Regions from separate parts of the Gossypium hirsutum genome. Here region 1 is linked to region 2. The links are chromatin contacts, called in public Hi-C maps. All regions are on one chromosome and are shown on one strand. Each heading gives the region's core, a stretch centred on a gene start, on an enhancer-like site or on the middle of the called end of the contact. The rest is flanking DNA. Distances are from core to core; before and after follow the strand shown.

Region 1 (3,507 bases), core at 847-3,346, 130 kb after region 2:
TGGGTAAATTTGCTTGGGTAAACTTTTTTTGGGTTTGAATGGAGCCCAACTTTTGGGGTTTGAATGGCAATCCCTTTCCAACCATTTAAAGCATTTTCATATACGGCCAGGCCCAATCCATCTTAACTTTTTTTTTTTGTTTATTTAACTTTAAAATATCATGAAATTTTAGGCAAAAGTGTCATAGCAATCCCTATATTATACCTTGTATTTCATTTTGATCCCCTTGCTTGAATAAATGGGCAAAATAGTCCCTGTTAAAATTGAATTGTTAAATGCGTTGTAAATCCATTGATAAATGGATGTACATAACCCCCTCAAATTTATCCTATTGCAACCCCTAAAGAATGAGTGCCCATAACCCCTAAATTCATTACCTTGTAACCCCTAAATCATTTATAAGGTACCTTAATGTTGGGACTTAATGCTTTATAACTTATGGTACTTGAAGCTCTATAAATAGTGGGCATGTACAAGACTATTGTATCCAAGTGAAATTTGAATCATCCTTTCATTTCTTTATCTTTCTTTTTCTCTTAATTTTTTGTATTCTTCTTTTAGTTTTATAATACGTTATCAACACGATATTGCTCAAAAGTAAAAATTCTTATGTGTTAAAGATTAGATTTATCCTCAATGATTTTTTATTTGAAGTGTAACACCCCAAAACCCAGCCTAGAAGTTTCGACCATATTCTGGAGGTCGCATTAGCCACCAAGATGGCTCAAAACAAAAAGTCATTCTGTTATCTTAAAACCAGATAAAAATACTTATGTAATAGCTTTAAAACCAAAATGGATTTGGTAATCATAATGTTGAAGTAATACAACGTAAAAGTAGAAAAACAATTAAGTTAATTTAGACCGAAAATCCCATATTCTAGTTTACTTAAAATTATTTACAAAACCAATTGAATGGGAACGAAGTAATATAGAAAACTTATTTAAACAAACTAGATGGAGAGTATGATCCAATTAATCAATTTTTATGCCCACTCTCTTTGTATGTACAATGGAATAGAGCGTTAATAGTTTTGGGTATAATCCATTGATTAATGTTCCTTATAAAGAAAGTGAATTATCCTAAAACTGCAATTAGCTATTTTATTTTATGTATTCTCAAATCATAAAGTTGAGAGTTTTGAATTTTGAATATTTTTAAAATGTCTTTTCTTAAGTTTTGGATTTAAAAAAAAATTTTCTTTGAACTTTTTAAAAAAAATAACATTCTTTTACATTTCTATTTATTTTTAAAATTTCAGAATTTTTTATTGAATATTAAAAAACTTTTACAATTTTATTGAATTTTTATATCTTTCTTTAACTTCTAATATTTTTTTTCATGATTTCTGAATTTACAAACTTTATTTATGATTGTTTATTTTTTTTATAATTTTAAAATTACTTATTGAAGGGTGGCCTATAAGATAAAATTCAACAACTAAAGGTTGAGGGCATTTTGCTCCAAATCAAAGAGTAGAGGTCATGTTGAATAAATGTGTAAAGATTGAGAATTAAATTTATTATTATACTTAATATATAAAATGATAAAATCGATATTTAACTAGGGCAACTTTGATGGAGGGACTATTTTGCTTATTTATCTACGTACAAAGATCATTTATCCATTTTTTAGTAAGTGGATCGAAAAGCAATCTGATATATAATACTGGGACTATATGGTACTTTTATCTAAATTTTAATACAGTTTAATGATCTACATCTACATCTATACTATATTTGTATTTATTTATAATATAATAAAAAGTTTCATTAAATTGATATTGAGATCTTTTTTTTTTCCGTATAACTATAAGTGTCTTTATTTGTTTTATGATCTGAGCATAGTTTTGTTTAAATCGGGAGTGGTATTCAAATAAAGCCCTCTCAACAATGTTGACTCCAGAATTCAAACTTAATCTGTAACATCCCAAAAGTTTTGAGTTTTGATTTGTTAATTTTTTTTATAGATAAGTATTTGCTTTAGTGGTTAAATGATTTGGGTGTGAGTTGAGGTCATGGGTTCAAATTTGATTTTGGGAAAATTCAATTGTTTTTAGTTCCTAGCCTTATCCTTAATTGTTTGATTTATATTACATTTTCGATCAACTCATATTAGAATGAGCTTGTTGGTTCAAGTGGTAAGTGTTAGCTTGCCTTAAGGCCCTGTGTTTGAATCCTCATGTGAGTGAATGTAAAGAATTTTTGTTTCTGTGTGTGCGTGCCGGTTGTGTAGTAGAGGTTTGGTGGAATTGAAATTCTAACTGTGGTAGTTGGATAAGGATCAATGTACCAGGGGAGTTTTGATTTTTAATTTTAATTTTGTTTAGTTCCCCAAATCCCCTCTTCATTTCGACGTTCATTTTTTCTCCCTATTCTTTTGTTCCAAATCAAATTCAAGTGTTACTACTTGTTTCACAATTGGCATTGTTGTTTCGTTCATCATCTATTGTTTAGCCAATTTCTAGTTGTGGTTCGATTCGGTAAGTTATTGGGGTAAGTGTAGTTCTATTGTTTTTATGGTTGGTGAACAATTTGGGGTTTTCATTATTCTTGTAATAGAAAGATTTCTTTTGATGGTGTTATTTGTTTTAATGCTCAAATAGGGGAAGATCAAGAGGCTCGGGTTTGTCTTTCAGCGATTTAATTGCATTAGGAATTGCTGCGGACGTTGGGTAAGTGATTTTACCAATTTAGTATAGTTGCGGTTGTTTGAATGTTCAGTATGTTAGGAATATCGAGGATTTCAATTTCATAAATGGAGTGTTCTTTTGGTTTAATTCACTGAAGTTTGGTGTTTTTAGGTATTGGGATTCTCATATTCTAAGTTACTTTAAAATCATACTAACTGTGTAACGAGAAACTTGAAAAATAGCAAATGGCGAAAGCCAAAATTGGGGCCTGTCAATGCCACACTGCCATGTGTGACACACGGTCTAGGCTATTTTGGGTCGTGTGGACCACACAGGCATGTGTGGGTCGTGTGGGCCATACAGGTAAGGTAATTTGGGTCGTGTGGGGCACACAGGCGTGTGGGCCCAAAATTCAAAACTTTCTCCTTGGGCCATACACATCATCCCGATCGACTGTGGGCCTTTCGTGGGGTCGATATGTGATTATATAAGCTATAAAACATGAATTTTGTTAATCTATTAGTATGAAACTTGACGTAAAGACGTGTATAATATGTATAAGGTTCAGGTATTATGATGCGATATGTATGAGTTGTTATAAAGCATGTTCTACATTTGTTATATGAGCATGTATAATATGTAAATTCTGACATCTGTGATTTCCGTTTATATCTGATTATGGGGTGGGACATGTATAAGATAATTTCAGTTGTGTCCACATTTCCGTAAACTCGTTTTACTTAAATTTCCTTTATTCAAAATTCTGATTTGAGAGTTTTGTAAATTTTGGACTCTCTGGAGATTTGGGATTATTTTTGTTTTGGACTTTTATTTTAGATTTTTTTGGCATGACCCTCAATAAAACGACTTTACGA
Region 2 (3,504 bases), core at 456-2,955:
CTAAAGACTTTTTGGTTCAGAGAGATGAAGAGAGAGACGCAGGCGGCGGCGAGAGAGAGCGAGAGAGGGGTTTAAAAAGATCGGACGAATGGTATTTATAAGCGAGGGTTTCGGTGGAGGTTTGAGCTTAAGGTTAAAGCTAAAGCGAATATCTTGGTTTTATCTTTGTTTGGGAATAGGAACAAGTGTGTGCTATACTGGGATAGGGATTTTCTCGTTTTCGGCCCAAATTGTTACATTTAGTTGGTTATGAATTTTTTTTTGTAATAAAGTTGGCATTCATAAAACCCAACAAAAATCCAAACGACAGCAAACAGAAGACATATCGTCAAAAACAAAGCAAAACAACTAAAACCAGAAAACGAAACAAAAGCCCAAAAGAATGCTAGCAAATTTCCGAGAAAATCAGCAACTAAATCTCCAAAGGTCGGAAAACTAATAGCTTTGAGTGCAAACAGGAGATTCTTAGAACCTTCTCCAAACCTCAAAGCCCACTCCCAGATCTGTCCTGACAAGACCATTCATGGCGATCCAACTCCGCTACCTCAATAACCTTTGCTGGTGCCTCTTCAACCCAAAAGCAAGGCAATTTCTGTTTCCGGCCTACCATCGCCAGCTCATGCGCCGCTCTATTTGCCTCCCTGGGAATAAAATTGTAAGTGATCTCTTCAAAAGCTCCTGCCAACCCTTGAATATGGTGTGAGATATGACAGAGAACAGATCTATCGGTATCATTTGAGACTAGTTTCTTAATAACAATTAGCGAGTCGCCCTCTAAGACTACCTTCCTAAAACCCATATCCAGGGCAAAATAGACAGCCCTCTCACACGCTCTCGCCTCAGCCACAAAAGCATCTACGATGTCCACCATCGGGTACGTACATGCACCTATGATTAGACCCTCAGAATCCCTAGCTAGTACCGCTGAAACAGAAAGATTAGAAATACTTGCGAAGGAGGCATCAAAATTCAGCTTAATAACCCCGGGCATAGGAGGTCTCCACAGAGCATTCCTTTTCATACTAACAGTCAAGTTTTTAGCTTTAGCAAAACTTAAGTCCTGATAGTAGCTCTGAATAAAACTAACCAGATCATGGAGCTCAAAGTTTAACCCCTCATTGACTAGTTTATTTCTTTTGTACCAGAGAGCCCATAAAGAGATAGTACTAAGTTTCTTTTCATTCATATTCATTGCTAGAAAGGCACTGACAAAATTTGTTGTTCCTTCCGAGGTAAAAACACTGAAATCCATTGAGAGCTTTAAAAGAGACCACAGCTGCCTCAAGACATTACAGTACCATAATAAATGGTGGGAGTCCTCCGGCTCTGACTTGCACAGAGGGCACACCGAATCGACCCGCAACCTCCTTTTCACCAAATTCATGAAATGAGGCACATAGTCTTTAAGAAGACGCCAGAGATGGATCTTAATTTTAGCAGGGATCTGAAGATCCCAAATTAATGTATACATTTTACTGTAACTCTCAAATACTGTTTGCTTTGTCATACTTGTAATCAAAAACCTGTATCCACTCTTAACTGAATAATCCCCAGAGGCGTCATGCCGCCAAACTTGCAAGTCAGGAGACCCACATCCGGCAATGGGGATAGTCATAATACGCTTTGCATGTTCAACACCAAAGAGTCGATTAAGGACCTCATTTTTCGAGGTACGAGTCTCTTCATCTAAAAGTTGATCCACCATGGTCCATTGAGTATCTATAGATTGAACTAACAGTCTACCATTCCCAGGCCCCGGTATCCAGGGATCATTCCATATGTTCACCCTAGCACCGCTGCCTATTTTCCACAGTAAACCATCGTCAAACACATCCCTGGCACTACAAATACTTCTCCAGGTAAGTGAAGGGTAAGACCCCACTTTAGTTGAAAAAATATCAGAAAAGGAAAATAACAGGCTTTAAAAACTCTTGACAACAGACAATCGGGCTGAGAAAAAATTCGCCAAACTTGCTTAGCTAAAAGGGCTTTTTTAAACAGATAAAGATCTCAGAAACCCATCCCACCATAAACCTTAGGTGAGTAAAGTGCACCCCACGTACTCCAATGAATACCTTTAGAAGTCTTATTATTGACCCACCGAAACTTATTTAAAAGTCTTTCAAGCTGATGACAAAAAGTTTTAGGTAACTCAAAACATTGCATTACGTAAACCGGAAGCGCTTGTAGAACCGCTTTAATAATACTTCTTTCCCACCCATCGATAGATACCTAATACTCCAGCCCGCAATACGCTTCCGAAACCTGTCTACAAAATTGGAGAAAGTCTATTTCTTTTTCCTCCCCACCAGCATTGGAAGGCCCAAGTACTTATCCGGATTCGAAACCCATCTAACTCCTAAAGTACCACAAATCACGGCATGGAGTTCCTCTCCCACATTCGCACCAAAATAAATTAATGATTTTCCCAAATTAATTTTTGCCCTGAGACTAACTTATACTCTTTTAAGATATTACAGACTGAACAAGCACCCTCGATCGTGGCATCACCAAAAATGATGCAATCATCTGTAAACAACAAGTGAGATGTCGAAAATTTTTCCCTCCCAATCGGAACACCCTTTAGTTCCTTTTTAATCTTCGCCTCCTTCAACAAACAAGAGAGCCCTTCTGCACATAGAAGAAAAAGATAGGGACTAAGGGGGTCCCCTTGCCTTAGTCCTTTAGTTGGGCTAAAACTCTCACTAGCTTCGCCTTTAATGCCTACCGTATAATTGACCGAGCAGACACAACGCATAACAAGGGTTAACCAATCCTGATGGAAACCCAACCTAGATAACATTCCGGCCAGAAAGTCTCACTCCACCCCGATCATAGGCCTTGCTAAGGTCAAGCTTAAGGGCAAAATTCCCTTGTTTACCTTTTTTCTTCATTTTTAGAGAATGAATAACCTCATAAGCAATAAGGGTATTATCAGGGATTTGCCTGCCAGGGATAAAAGCACCTTGGGCTTCATCTATACAGAATCCTAACAAAGGCCTCATGCGAGCAACAATAGCTGTAGCAATAATCTTGTAGAGCACATTACATAAGCTAATGGGGCGGAATTGAGAAAGATCCTTAGGCTTATCAACTTTGGGAATAAGAATAATATGCGTCTTATTAATCTCATTCAACTCCCTTCTTCCATTTAAAACCTCCAGACAAAACAAAGCAACATCATCCCCAACAATATGCCAATACCGCTGAAAAAACAAAGCCGGAAACCCATCAGGTCCTGGGGCCTTCAAAGGTGCCATAGATTTTACTGCAATCCAAACATCATCCTTAGTGAAAGGTTGCAGGAGTTTATCGTTCATATACCTAGAAATCCGTTTTTCAACCGACCCAAGTACTCGGTCATCTCCTCCCCCTTCCGAAGCTGTAAACAAATTCTCGAAATACTTCACAACAATTTTCAACATATCCTCTGTACCCGTGGTCCACTGATCCAAATTATCCTCCAAACCATGGATACAGTTACGATTGTGACGGGCCACTGCC

The links. Hi-C and Micro-C count contacts between places; a contact is called where the count stands out from the background.
Region 1: a contact with region 2 is called in a Hi-C map of leaf, with 3 times the contacts expected there. The contact joins the enhancer-like site here to the promoter of LOC107912447 in region 2. A contact is called at or near these places in 3 of 34 Hi-C or Micro-C datasets (anther and leaf).

What each region holds. Positions count from the first base shown.
Region 1 is chrD02:7,391,440-7,394,946 of Gossypium_hirsutum_v2.1, forward strand. No RefSeq gene overlaps it. Among protein-coding and RNA genes, the nearest start is that of LOC107908528, 12 kb to the right of the region's middle. Within about 2 kb of position 2,097, at least 1 of the 9 cell types and tissues checked has an H3K27ac peak or open chromatin away from gene starts, as enhancers often do.
Region 2 is chrD02:7,260,336-7,263,839 of Gossypium_hirsutum_v2.1, forward strand. LOC107912447 (translationally-controlled tumor protein homolog) reads right to left here and starts at 1,706. Exons shown (of 5, transcript XM_016840630.2): 1 at 1-1,706.